3 separate regions of the Mus musculus genome follow, and regions 1 and 2 are each linked to region 3. A link is a contact called in public Hi-C and HiChIP or PLAC-seq data. All regions are on one chromosome and are shown on one strand. The core of a region is the stretch at or near the end of the contact, and the rest is flanking DNA. Distances in the headings are between cores, read along the strand shown. Region 1 has its middle 29 kb from the start of Gm35787. Region 2 holds the start of Pitx2 (paired-like homeodomain transcription factor 2). Region 3 overlaps Egf (epidermal growth factor).

What was found. A called contact is a pair of places that touch in the nucleus more often than the background predicts. HiChIP or PLAC-seq counts read pairs in DNA pulled down with a chosen protein or histone mark.
Region 1: a contact with region 3 is called in a Hi-C map of muscle stem cells, with 2.0 times the contacts expected there. The contact joins two enhancer-like sites. A contact is called at or near these places in 1 of 39 promoter capture datasets (cranial neural crest), 2 of 484 Hi-C or Micro-C datasets (bone marrow-derived macrophages and muscle stem cells) and 2 of 9 other capture datasets (adipose tissue and liver).
Region 2: an H3K27ac HiChIP or PLAC-seq map of embryonic stem cells shows a contact between it and region 3, with 3 times the contacts expected there. The contact joins the promoter of Pitx2 here to the enhancer-like site in region 3. A contact is called at or near these places in 1 of 15 datasets of contacts at CTCF or cohesin (embryonic stem cells), 7 of 484 Hi-C or Micro-C datasets (cortical neurons, embryonic stem cells, myocytes and 1 more), 10 of 115 datasets of contacts at active chromatin or transcription factors (astrocytes, embryonic stem cells, extraembryonic endoderm stem cells and 2 more) and 2 of 9 other capture datasets (adipose tissue and liver).

The regions. Positions count from the first base shown.
Region 1 is chr3:129,391,759-129,395,603 of GRCm38.p6, forward strand. No RefSeq gene overlaps it. Among named protein-coding and RNA genes, the nearest start is that of Gm35787, 29 kb to the right of the region's middle. Within about 2 kb of position 1,598, at least 29 of the 459 cell types and tissues checked have an H3K27ac peak or open chromatin away from gene starts, as enhancers often do. A contact at or near this core is called in muscle stem cells, where this site is marked.
Region 2 is chr3:129,197,158-129,201,363 of GRCm38.p6, forward strand. It overlaps Pitx2 (paired-like homeodomain transcription factor 2), which reads left to right and starts at 2,721. Exons shown (of 5, transcript NM_011098.4): 1 at 2,721-3,005. Gm40149 (a long non-coding RNA gene) reads right to left here and starts at 1,752. Exons shown (of 4, transcript XR_867634.2): 1 at 98-1,752.
Region 3 is chr3:129,678,790-129,682,811 of GRCm38.p6, forward strand. It overlaps Egf (epidermal growth factor), which reads right to left. Exons shown (of 24, transcript NM_010113.4): 23 at 2,310-2,415. Among named protein-coding and RNA genes, the nearest start is that of 6330410L21Rik, 73 kb to the right of the region's middle. Within about 2 kb of position 1,657, at least 42 of the 459 cell types and tissues checked have an H3K27ac peak or open chromatin away from gene starts, as enhancers often do. A contact at or near this core is called in embryonic stem cells, muscle stem cells and trophoblast stem cells, where this site is marked.

The sequences.
Region 1 (3,845 bases), core at 348-2,847, 290 kb before region 3:
AGAATATTTTGGCTTTCTTCCTCTCTCTCTCTCTCTCTCTCTCTCTCTCTCTCTCTCTCTCTCTCCCTCTCTCTCTCTCCCTTTCTTCTTTCTTCTTAACTTATAAAGTCTTCCTTCACTCAGAAGGCCAGTGACTGTTCCCCTATATTTTGGTCAGGAATGCTTGATTGCAACATGTCATCCTCCCTGGGATCCACTTTGGTGTGAGATGGGGATGATAGCTTCAATCACTGTTTTGCCAGTAGCCCATCTTAAAAGAGCTTTTGTTCCCAGGGGTCACAGCTGTGCTAGCTGGACAGCTTCCTCCGGGCAAGAGACATGGTTTAGTTTGAGGAGAGAAGGGTTAGTCAGGACTCCCTAAGCTGAGGAATCCAGAAAACTTCATGATAGATAGGGTTTTTCAAAGTGAGTCAAGAATTTTATACACGTTTGGACCTAGCTATACAGTGACCTGAAGAGGGGCAGCAAATAGCTTGGCTAAACATCATCCCGACAATGTTAAATGAATGAGCTAATTGGGGAAAGGTCATTTCCTTACCTTGTACGTCAAAATGACAGTCTGACGTTTTCTGGGAAAGGGGCCACAGAGCTATTCACAGGCAAGTGGGCTGACAGCACAGAAGGGAGGCTTGGAAGGGCAGTTTGGCCACAAAGAACGAAATGTGAAATGTGTTAACAAGTGACAAGGTGGAGATTCTAATGCTCTTTCTGCTCCTTAAAATCCGTGTGCCCTTTAAAAATATACCCGATCAAACTGTCGTTTTCTAACAGGCACAAGCAAATGCTCGACCCTCCATTTTGCTGAAGGTTGGGAAATGCCGCATCAATAGAAGGAGCTTGGCCCCAGGGTGGGCAGCTCACTCTCAGTGCAGTTTTCCCACAAGATGGAGTGCTGAGGTGAAAAGTAGAGACAGTAGAGAGTGGGGACGGAGTTGGAGAGTGGGGATGGAGCTGGAGGGGTCCACCAGCTGCAGACTGGAGACAGGTCAGGGAATGGGTGCGGCTACCCACTTGCTGGACGATAGAACTGATCAAAGGGAAATGAGCAAAGCCCCTGCAGACACTGTTGAGAATTTTACATCTGTGTGGGGCAATGGGCTATTCACAGACAGGCTGATCTCCAGTCGAGTTGAGGTCTGAACCCCGGTAGAACCCGTGATGGTAATTCCCACCTACATGGGACAGAAGATGTTCCCTCATGTCTCCTGGACCTTCAGGCTAGACGCCTCCCAGTTACCTAGCAACAGCAAGACCACTATATGAGGGGCTGCTTGGCCCCTCCTCGCTCTCTTAAGCTTTTACTTTCCCCCTTACTCTCCCCCTTACTCTCCCCCTTACTCTCTCTCCTCGCTCTCTCTTTCTAACCTCTTACTCTTCTCTAGCCTTTCTTCTTTCTCTCTCTCGTTTCCCCTTCCCTTCTCTTGGCCATGGTCACTCCCCCCCCCCCCCCACCTTCTCTCCGTTCTCCCTGCCTTTCTACAATACAGCTCTAAAATTATAGACTGTCTCTGTTCGTCAAGGTCCACTGTGCTTGGATGATCAGCTAGGCTTTCTCCTAATGAGCCGTGTCTAACCTCCCCTCAGAAGGCTTTCCGTGTCCAGCCACAAACCGAAACTAAGAACTCTCGTCTGCGTGGGAACCTTTCCCCTTGCCCTCTCTCCCATATCTCTGGGGCCGAGAGTGTCACCCCGGGAACCCTGGTATCGGGGGCTGCCCCTTGTCCACCCCCCATCAAGTGGGGTCCAGTGACTTCATACAGCCAGATGCCCACCGGGGAAAAGCGTCCAGCAGTCCTCCTGAGTTCGCCTGCCCAGAGCACAGGAACTCTGGTCAGACACGGGCTCTCTCCCTCCCCCCTCTTCCCCTATACCCACAGCCCCACACATCTGTGTTTTCCTCCCTAACAAGAAGGGGACATTGTGGGGCTGTGGTGGGAAGAGCATGGACTTTGAAATCAAGCCAGGGACTGGATCCCGACTCTACTCTGTAAGACCTGAAGGACATTTATTAGCCTCTCAGGGACGTCAGTTACATCTCACACAATGGGGAGAAAGCAACATTGTCTTAGGGTCTCTATTCCTGCACAAACATCATGACCAAGGAGCAAGTTGGGGAGGAAAGGGTTTATTTGGCTTACATTTCCGCATTGCTGTTCATCACTGAAAGAAGTCAGGACTGGAACTCAAGCAGGCCAGGGAGCAGGAGCTGATGCAGAGGCCATTGAGGGATGTTCTTTACTGGCTTGCCTCCCCTGGCTTGCTCAGCCTGCTCTCTTATAGAACCCAAGACTACCAGCCCAGAGATGGTCCCACCCACAAAGGGCCTTTCCCCCTTGATCACTAATTGAGAAAATGACTTACAGTTGGATCTCATGGAGGCATTTCCTCAACTGAAGCTCCTTTCTCTGTGATAACTCCAGCTGTGTCAAGTTGACACAAAACCAGCCAGTACAAACACCTTGGTCAGAGAGTAGAACTAGACCACTCTGCATATAAAGGACCCAGAGGAAAGCCTAGGACCAAATGGGAGGTAGGCTTCGCCATTTCTGTCAAGTGCTTCTGTTTTCTTTTCCTGTGTATAAATAACAGGTTTACTTCAATGTCAATAAAAAAATGGATTTGGGAGGACTGGAGAGATAGCTCAGCAGTCAAGAGAGAGCACTGACTGCCCTTACGGAGGTCCTGAGTTCAAATTCCAGCAACCACATGTGGCTCACAACCACCTGTAATGAGATCTGTTGCCCTCTTCTGGTGTGTCTGAAGACAGCTACAGTGTATGTACATATAATAAATAAATAAATCTTTTTAAAAATGGATTTGATTACTATAAACAAGAAGTCTCAAAGGGGTATAAAGACCCCTCCTATCCTTTTTCCCTTGGCCAGGCTTGTGGTTTGAACCTCCTGTTACAGGAAGTTTGGGGGGTGCTCTTAAGACTTCTGAGGGCGTGTACAACCACTCTGGAAATCAGTCTGGCGGTTCCTCAGAAAATTGGACATAGTACTACCGGAGGATCCAGCAATACCTCTCCTGGGCATATATCCAGAAGATGCCCCAACTGGTAAGAAGGACACATGCTCCACTATGTTCATAGCAGCCTTATTTATAATAGCCAGAAGCTGGAAAGAACCTAGATGCCCCTCAACAGAGGAATGGATACAGAAAATGTGGTACATCTACACAATGGAGTACTACTCAGCTATTAAAAAGAATGAATTTATGAAATTCCTAGCCAAATGGATGGACCTGGAGGGCATCATCCTGAGTGAGGTAACATATTCACAAAGGAACTCACACAATATGTACTCACTGATAAGTGGATATTAGCCCAAAACCTAGGATACCCAAGATATAATATACAATTTCCTAAACACATGAAACTCAAGAAAAATGAAGACTGAAGTGTGGACACTATGCCCCTCCTTAGAAGTGGGAACAAAACACCCATGGAAGGAGTTACAGAGACAAAGTTTGGAGCTGAGATGAAAGGATGGACCATGTAGAGACTGCCATATCCAGGGATCCACCCCATAATCAGCATCCAAACGCTGACACCATTGCATACACTAGCAAGATTTTGTTGAAAGGACCCAGATGTAGCTGTCTCTTGTGAGACTATGCCGGGGCCTAGCAAACACAGAAGTGGATGCTCACAGTCAGCTAATGAATGGATCACAGGGCTCCCAATGGAGGAGCTAGAGAAAGTACCCAAGGAGCTGGGGGGATCTGAACCCTATAGATGGAACAACATTATGAACTAACCAGTACCCCGGAACTCTTGACTCTAGCTGCATATGTATCAAAAGATGGCCTAGTTGGCCATCACTGGAAAGAGAGGCCCATTG
Region 2 (4,206 bases), core at 1,471-3,970, 480 kb before region 3:
AACCCAGCCGGGTGGGGGAGACTCCCGACGACAGAGAGTGGAGAGTGGGCGTCCGCTTCCCTTCCCGGAGCCCCTTCCCCCAGCCCTGGCTGCAAACCTCTGAATCCTGAAAGTGGGGAAAGAGTTGTCTGGGCAGATGTGCGCGGCTCTCTACTCTGCTCCTTTCTCTTTTCCTCTGCTCTCAAGCCGGTCTTGATTTCCAGCTTCTTCCCACATTTCTGTGAGACTCTCCAGCCACGCCACCAGCTCCTGGCCAGACTGATCTTTTAGGAGCCCCTCTTAATGTCTCTAAAATGCAAAGGGAAAAATAAGAGAGAGATGGGGCAATAGCCCATTATTTTAGAGGGTGACGACCCAGCAAAATAATAATGGATGGGCAGAGATGACAATGTTCTTGTTCAGGAAGTATTCCGGTGAGGTGAGACCAGAGTTCAGTGAGAGGACTTGTTGAGATGCTTGATTTTTTTCCCCCAAAAGGCTCAAAGGGGGTGGGGGGAAGAGGAAATAAAAATAAAAACAGCACGTGACTGTTTTCCTCCTGAATCTCTTCCTTTAAATGGCATTACTTTGGTTTCCCATTGAGTTAGGAGAAAAAGTTTGAGTTTTCATGGATCTTACAAGGTTAGAGATGGCTTAAAATGCAGATCTCTCGTCGGTTTTCCTGGAGACTGAAGAGGCTAACTCTTTCCATAAAATGAGTCGACTGTTAGCTATTTCAAAGTGAAGGGATTTGGCACTCAAAACAAATTGAGCAAGTTTGTTTGCCTGTTTTTCCTGCTAACACCAATGAATTGAAACCACGGAGTCATTCAAGAAAACACAGAACATACTCCAAACAGCCTCCAGATTCAAAGGAAACTCGGCGTGTGTGCGGTAGCCCTGGGTTAACTTTTCTTGTGTATACATCCCGTGGGCATCCTTCAGAGGAGTCAGCATTATCTTCCTCAAATTGCATGAACTGGTGTGCTGATTTAGGAAGAAAAGCTGTATGAATTTTAGAGGGGACTTTATTTTCTATTAGGGACCAAGGAGAATTAGGGACCAAGGAGAAATGCAGTTTAATGGCGGGTCTGGTTGGGTTTTGTTCCCAGGCAAGGTTTAATATTGGTGAGAAAAACGCCAAACCATGAGGTACAGCTATTTTCTGATATTTTCCTAAAACATATCTTGAAGGGATGCACTTGAGATTGAAAGAACTTTGTCCCATATGTCTGGCAGAAGCCTTCACTCCTGGTCTTCCAGGCGAATCATATTTATAGCCCTTCCACGCAAAGGCAAGACCCTGCCAAAATATCCTGTTCGTTTCCAAAGTACAGACGCATTAGGAAATCAGAAAATATGAAATTAGAAGTAGGACCCACTTGTAGACTAGGAAAGGCCCCTTTCAGCCTTACATACTCTGGACTTTCAAGAACATTCGCTCATATGGGGGGGAACTTCCTTCTCCTTCCCCACCCCCATCCCGGTGCAATTTAATACCACTCTCAGTCAGGAACCTTAACCTCGTCATTTTAAAAAATGAGATATCCGCGACCCGGGGTGAACTTGTTGAGTGTAGGTACAGCAGAGGAAATTCTAGACTCTGAGAGTCCCAGACTTGAGCAAGAGATCCCATGCCGACACACTGGCCGGTGTGTGGCCCTGTCTACCTGCGCTCTTCCACTCTGATCCACCCGTCTTGACCTCAGACACCACCGTGACCTAGCCCTTGCCTTACTGTAGTTCAGGCCTCCCTCCGGTCATCGTCTGGTAATATCTCCCTCCTCCTCCTCCTCCTCCTCCTCCTCCTCCTCCTCCTCCTCCTCCTCCTCCTCCTCCTCCTCCTCCTCCCCCTCCCTCTCTCCCTCCCTCCCTCTCTCCCTCCCTCTCTCCCTTCCTTACCCCTTTTTCTTTCTTTCTTTCTCTCTCCTTCCCTCCCTTCTTTCATCCCCCCCACACACACCTATCGGCTGTGGCTCTCCCACCTTCTGCCGCTAGCTCACCCTATTTTTCTAACTTCTCCCAGTCATCATCTTCTCTTTGCCACCCCATCCATCCACCCACCTTCAGTGCTGCCCTCTGTGGATCCCTCAATTCCCTCCCACTGCCCCTGTAGACAATCAGTACAGTAACCAGCTTTCCTCTACTCCGCGGGCCTGAAAGGAGGTCACGCGCGCGCACACTCACATCCACACTTCGAAAGCCTCACCCGGATCAAACCAAGCCACACTGCCCTTTGTTTCATTTCATGGGCCACTTTGCTAGTCCCTTCCTCGTAAGCCACCCAGACTTTGCTCCGCGCGAATAGGTTTCTGTCTCCCCAGGCTCTGGCCCTCCCACTCAGATTTAGAAGGGGTTTGACGCACAACCGTTTTTTCTCCGTCCATTCCATCCTTGTCCCTTTCCTACCATCCCCACCATCCTGCTCCCCAGCTTGAGTGCTAGCTCCTGCCACTGGTCAGCTCCTGTCGGTCGGTAGTTGCCTCCGGCCCCTGATCCTCCGCTCCTCCCTCCTGGGTTCTGTCCGGGACCGCAGTCTCCTGGGCCCCTGGGCCTCACTTCTCAGCCCTAGTGGTCCCCTGTCCCCTCGATCGCCCCTGCACGCTCCCCCACCCCCGCAGTGGCCCAAGGCTGTGCTCGCCCCTTGATCGCCCAGCGTACAGCAGGCTCGGCCGCCCGCCCGCGCGCCACTGTGCACTGGAGTTTGGTGGAATCTCTGCTGACGTCACGACACTCCGCACACGGAGTCGGAGCGGAGGGAAGAGAGAGGGATGAGAGCGAGGGAGGGGAGAGAGAGTGCGAGACCGAGAGAGAAAGCCGGAGAGCAGCAGACAGAAACTGCCGGCGCCCGCTAGCTTTAGCAGCCCCCCGCGTGGACCCTCTCGGAACTTGGCACCCTCAAGATCCCCGCAGTTCCACCCAGACCCGCTCCACGGCGCTGGCTGTGCAGCCCGAGCCTCGGCCGCCTGGCAGTCACCCTGGGAAGCGGTGGGACGGGGAGACAGCCGTTCTCTCTCCGGTAGCCGGTAAGTGGAGGCCCTCTCTCCCACAGAGCTGTGAGATAATGCGAGTCTGGAAATTTGTTCCACTCTGGAGAACCTCCGCCGTGTATGATTTGTGGCTCGCCGGGCTTGTTTCTCCAGATTCAGCGCAGTTGGCAAACAGATCTTACAGAGCCCCTGTTCCGTTCGCCCTCAATCGCAGACACTAGAACAGTCCTACCCGGCGTTGAAGTCGACTGGAAGCCAGGCATGGCTGGCAGTTAAAACGAGGCATCTTCCCTGAAATTTCGATGCCAACAGGGTAGGGAGAAATCCTCCAGCTGAGGATTAGCCCAGTCAAGATAAAGGGCCAGCTACAAAGTTTCAGCTACTGGAATAGATTAGCCCCTTCCCATCATTACCCATTGGAAAAAAAAGGAGATTCCATCTTAACCGGCGGTTAGTGACCTCTCAGGCCCAAGCGAATTACCTGAGAGCCAGGCCTAGATGCCAACCCGCACAATTACTTCGGATTATAAATCCTTTAAATTGATCATCAGTCAACTCCAATCTTGTACTGAGGGAGATGCATTTTAAACGGATGCGGAGAGGCCACTATTTTGCAACTGGTAACTAAGTAAAAACATGCGATTCCAAACCAGCGAAATACAGTCCTTTTATTCCAATTAAATCACCTTCCCTAAACAATTTAGAAATCAAACTATCCTAGGAGGCTGGGATATTTTTGTTTTTATTCTATTTTGTAGGACTACCGTATTTTTTTGAGGTAAATTAAAATGGGGAGAGAGTCTTTTACTATTATGAATTACAATAATATGCATTCATACATTCTAAACGATTTAACGAACAAGTAATTTGATTTTTAAGAGATCTCTGCATCCTTTTCAGACCATTAGTTACAATTAAAGATATTTTATTCTCATGCAGTATCATTTAGAGGAGACTCCACCTAAAACCAATAATTTCACAGAAACAAAGATTGTTACTGAAGTGAATTGAGGACTTGTTGTTGTTGTTGTTGTTGTTGTTGTTGTTGTTGTTTGGGGGGCGTTGAAAATGAGCACAGTATTCCAATAATCAAAGTTTAGTTTCAAAACAAAGTAGCTACTTCACTTATGGAATGTTTTGCTTTGCCTCAGCAAAACTACGCCTAAGTTACTGCCCTGCTTTGTCCTGTAAGCTGAGCACTGTAGCTCCAAAGCTCCAGAAGCACACATTCCACAGA
Region 3 (4,022 bases), core at 407-2,906:
GTTTTTTTAAAGATTTATTTACTTATTATATTTAAGTACACTGTCGTTGTTTTCAGACACACCAGAACCTGTTACAGATGGTTGTAAGCCACCATGTGGTTGCTGGGAATTGAACTCCTGACCTTTAGAAGAGCAATCAGTGCTCTTAACCGCTAAGCCATCTCTCCAGCCCCTGGGGTTCAGTTTTGAAAACTGGCAAAGCATCAGTTGGTTGAGATGATCCAAAGAGCTAAGAGTGCTCCCTAGCCTTTCCTGTGTACACCCCACCTCCACATCAGGACCATACATGCCTTAGAACATTGTTTAGGTTTGAAATACATTTCCTTCCTCCCAGCTCGGTCCTCTTTCCCTAACCCTCACCCACTGGTGCTGGCTGGGGTCCATGACGATGTCTCTGTGCTCAAACACTACTACTATGATTCCATGCCTTTTGTGTGTGTGTGTGTGTGTGTTTCACGACAGGGTTTCTCTGTGTAGCTCTGGCTGTCCTGGAACTCATGCTGCAGACCAGGCTCGCCTCACACTCAGAAATCTACCTGCCTCTGCCTCCTAAGTGCTGGGATTAAAGGCGTGCGCCACCACTGCCAGGCTTCTTCCACGCCTTTCTAGGAGAACCAGTTCAGAGCCAAAGCTGACCTTCAACTCCTTCCTCACTCTCCCTCCCACCCAAGCTCCGTGTGTGCTTTCTCTGTAAATACCTATGAGGTGGGAACACGATGGCTGGTCGGACTACTCACATGGGAAGCTAAGGAGTGGATCAACTCATTTGCTGCTCAGTGCATAACAGTGTTAATGTTCAAACCCCGCGCTCTCAGCCTTCCCAATGCTGCAGCCGTCCATACAGTTCCTAAAGCTCTGCTGGCCCACAACCATAGCACTGTTCCCATGGCTACTTTACAGCTGTCATTTTGCTACTGCTATGAACCTTCACTACTACTGTCCAGCAGTCTTAGGTGTATGTGACCTCCAAAGGGGTTGAGAACTGCTGCTCTAATCCATTCTGCCCTAACAATGTGAATCCCCCACCTCTGGTATAACTACATTTCTGTCAAATCTTTGAGCTTTGGGTTAAGTTGCAAAATCTTACCACATGTTTCTTCTAAGCATATTTTCTCTGAAAGGGACCCTGTGTTGTTGGCTGCTCAAGGAAAAGTAGTAACTACAAGACAGCCCTTTACCTTCTAATAGTGCTGGCAACAATACCTCGGCAACTATTGAAGATCTGAGTTTTAAGAGTATACAGACAACAGTCACCATACATAAACATTTATTACAGTTTTCAGTCAATCCCTTAATGAGCCTTATTAAACTCGTCTTGCTCAAATTATGCAATAATTTTTTTCTGAATATAGTATTTTAGGTTACAGCACAGAGCATGTTCAAAATGGAAATTTAGAATGAGTTTTCTGTAGTAAGACCCCAGGTTCTCCCTACTGGAAACCGGAAGAGGGTATTATGGCGGTGTGTGTGATGGGAACTATCAGGAAATACAAGTAGCACTGACACTTAGCCGGCTCCTGGCACTAGCAGGGAACCTGTTTTTATTGGCTCAAAGATTTCCTTTGCCTTCCCAATGGCTTAGGACACAAAGCATGTTCAGTGCTGCCCTCTGGGCTGTAAGGAGGATAATGATATCTGAGCTCCAAACCCAAGGGACAGATCACAGTACAAGTCCTGGCAGAGGGACCACAGCAAAGGACGCAGAGTACGCTCCAGGGGAGCTTGAGAACTTGGCTCGGATCTATGGTCCCTTAGTGGTCTGACTGGACTTCTCAGCCTAGAGCCTGGCTGAGGGTTAGCTCCCGGTAAGACTAGAATATGCTGAAATCCCTAGAACAAAGCCAGATCAACTTTCATCAATAAGAACACTCCCTCCAGGCCACGGAACCTGTTTGGGGAGAGCTATTTCCATCCCCGGGGGAGCTACACTCGAAGCAACGACTGAGAACCAACACTAGGGATAGCCTGCAGTCCTAAGCAGCTCAGGGGCTAAGAGAAGAGGAGATGCAATCAAATGTGTTTCTCTCGTGGTGTCAGTGCCTCCCAGGGCTCACTCAGCTTAGACAAGGCCAATGGCCTTTTGTGACTAGATGACATTTCTCAGTGGAAAACACTTTTTTTTTTTTTTTCCTTGAGACAGGGTTTCTCTGTATAGCCCTGGCTGTCCTGGAACTCACACTGTAGACCAGGCTGGCCTCAAACTCAGAAATCCACCTGCCTCTGCCTCCCAAGTGCTGGGTTTAAAGGTGTGCACTGGCACCACCACCCGGCTGGAAAACACTTTTGATCAAGGTAAAATACCGACTCACCGAGCTGCAGGGAGGGAGACAGGCCAGCATCTACTACTGCACCATTCGTACCATCCGCAGGCAGACTCCCATTCTTGGGGTCTTGGTGTTTCTCTAGGACCACAAACTGCAGAACAGAAAAGCAAAGGGTTCAGAGGATAACTGCTGTGATCTAGAAGCCACCTTGATAAACCTTCAACCGTAGTCGAGCTCACCCACACAGAAGGTGAAGCTGGAAAGAAACGCCTTGTCAACTGTCTCCAGCTAAACGTACATTTTCCTTTTTACAGTTTTACCATGTATGTGTACAGGTGTTGTGGCTGCATGTATATCTATCTGTGTATGTGTGTATGCCTGATGCCCATGGAGACCAGAAGAGGGCACTGGATCCCCTGGAACTGGAGTTACAGATGGCTGGCTATAAGCCAGCAAATGGGTGCAAGAAATCAAGCCCCAGTCCTTGGAAGAGTAGTCCGTGATCTTAGTACAGTGTACTTAGATATAATAATAAATAAATCTTTAAAAAAAAAAGAATCTTGGATCCATAGAGGGTCCTGTTTTGCTGCAAATTATACAAGTGTCCTTAGGTATCACCAGTACTTGCCCATCAGCCAGGCCATATATGTGGGTTTGGGCTACCGCTGTTTGTGTGTATGTGTGTGTATGTGTCTATATATAATTCATTTAAGCATGCTATCAAGTCCCAGGTAATTACGACCGCTAGTGAGTATGGGTAACTACTATCTTGCAGGGATCCCCAAGCTGTTCTTTCATAGGTGGCAGCTCAGAAGGCAGAGTGCTGAGAGAGGCCCAGATAAGCACAACAGCACTTCTCTTTACTCAACAAACCATTTTTGTCATTGTTTGCATGGTTCAGACTCACGGCACACTTGCAATGCAGGCTGAGCAGAGCCGACTGGCCTGCACTCAGGCCAGACAGGTTAGGTATTAAAAGAAATCAAACAGAAAGAGGAAGAACAGAAGTAGGCCATGCTCTGGGCACAGGACCCAGGCCGGCAAAGTCTTTCCTTATCAGTAAGTGACCGGGTGAAGGACTGCCCCAAGGTTTGGACTTCTGTGTAGTTCAGAAAGGAGCCCTCCACAGGGAGGACCTAGAACTCAACAGTAAAGAGCATAGAAAAAAAAAAAATCTGTACCTATCTTTCTCATCAAGGGAAGGGTAGGGAGGTTTAGTGAGTGGAGTCAATCAGGGGATAGGGACAGTGATGTTGGGGATGAGGGTGACTCTCAGGAGCTGTTTTCTCTCCCTTTCCATTCTTCACAACACTCGTCACCCTTAGTCTCCTCCTCCTCAGTGGTCTTTCTGCAATGACGTATTGCAGAGTCAATATAGCGGCCTGCTGTGTGAGGGCATAGGCTCCTTATTTCTAGCTCCAGCCAAGATGCACACTGCAAATCTTCCAACCATGTGCCTCTCTGCTAGAAAGAAGCGCCCAAGCTCCAGGGCTCTGGCTGCGGTGGACGGCAGCTGATAGGAGCAGATTTGTTTTTGCTGCTTCTCCTCCGGGTTTGGGAACTGGGTTCTCCCCAGCTCTCTCTGACGTGTGCAGCGGCAGTTGGTGTGGACGGCAGTTATGACAGCTGGGGGGGACGGGACACACAGCTCAGCAGCCCTGGCTTCTGAATGAAGTTCAGAGCCAACAAGCTGCTTGCTACTGCAGCATGGAATTTTGATTTTTTTAAAATTAAATTTTTTTTATTTAAAAGAGACAC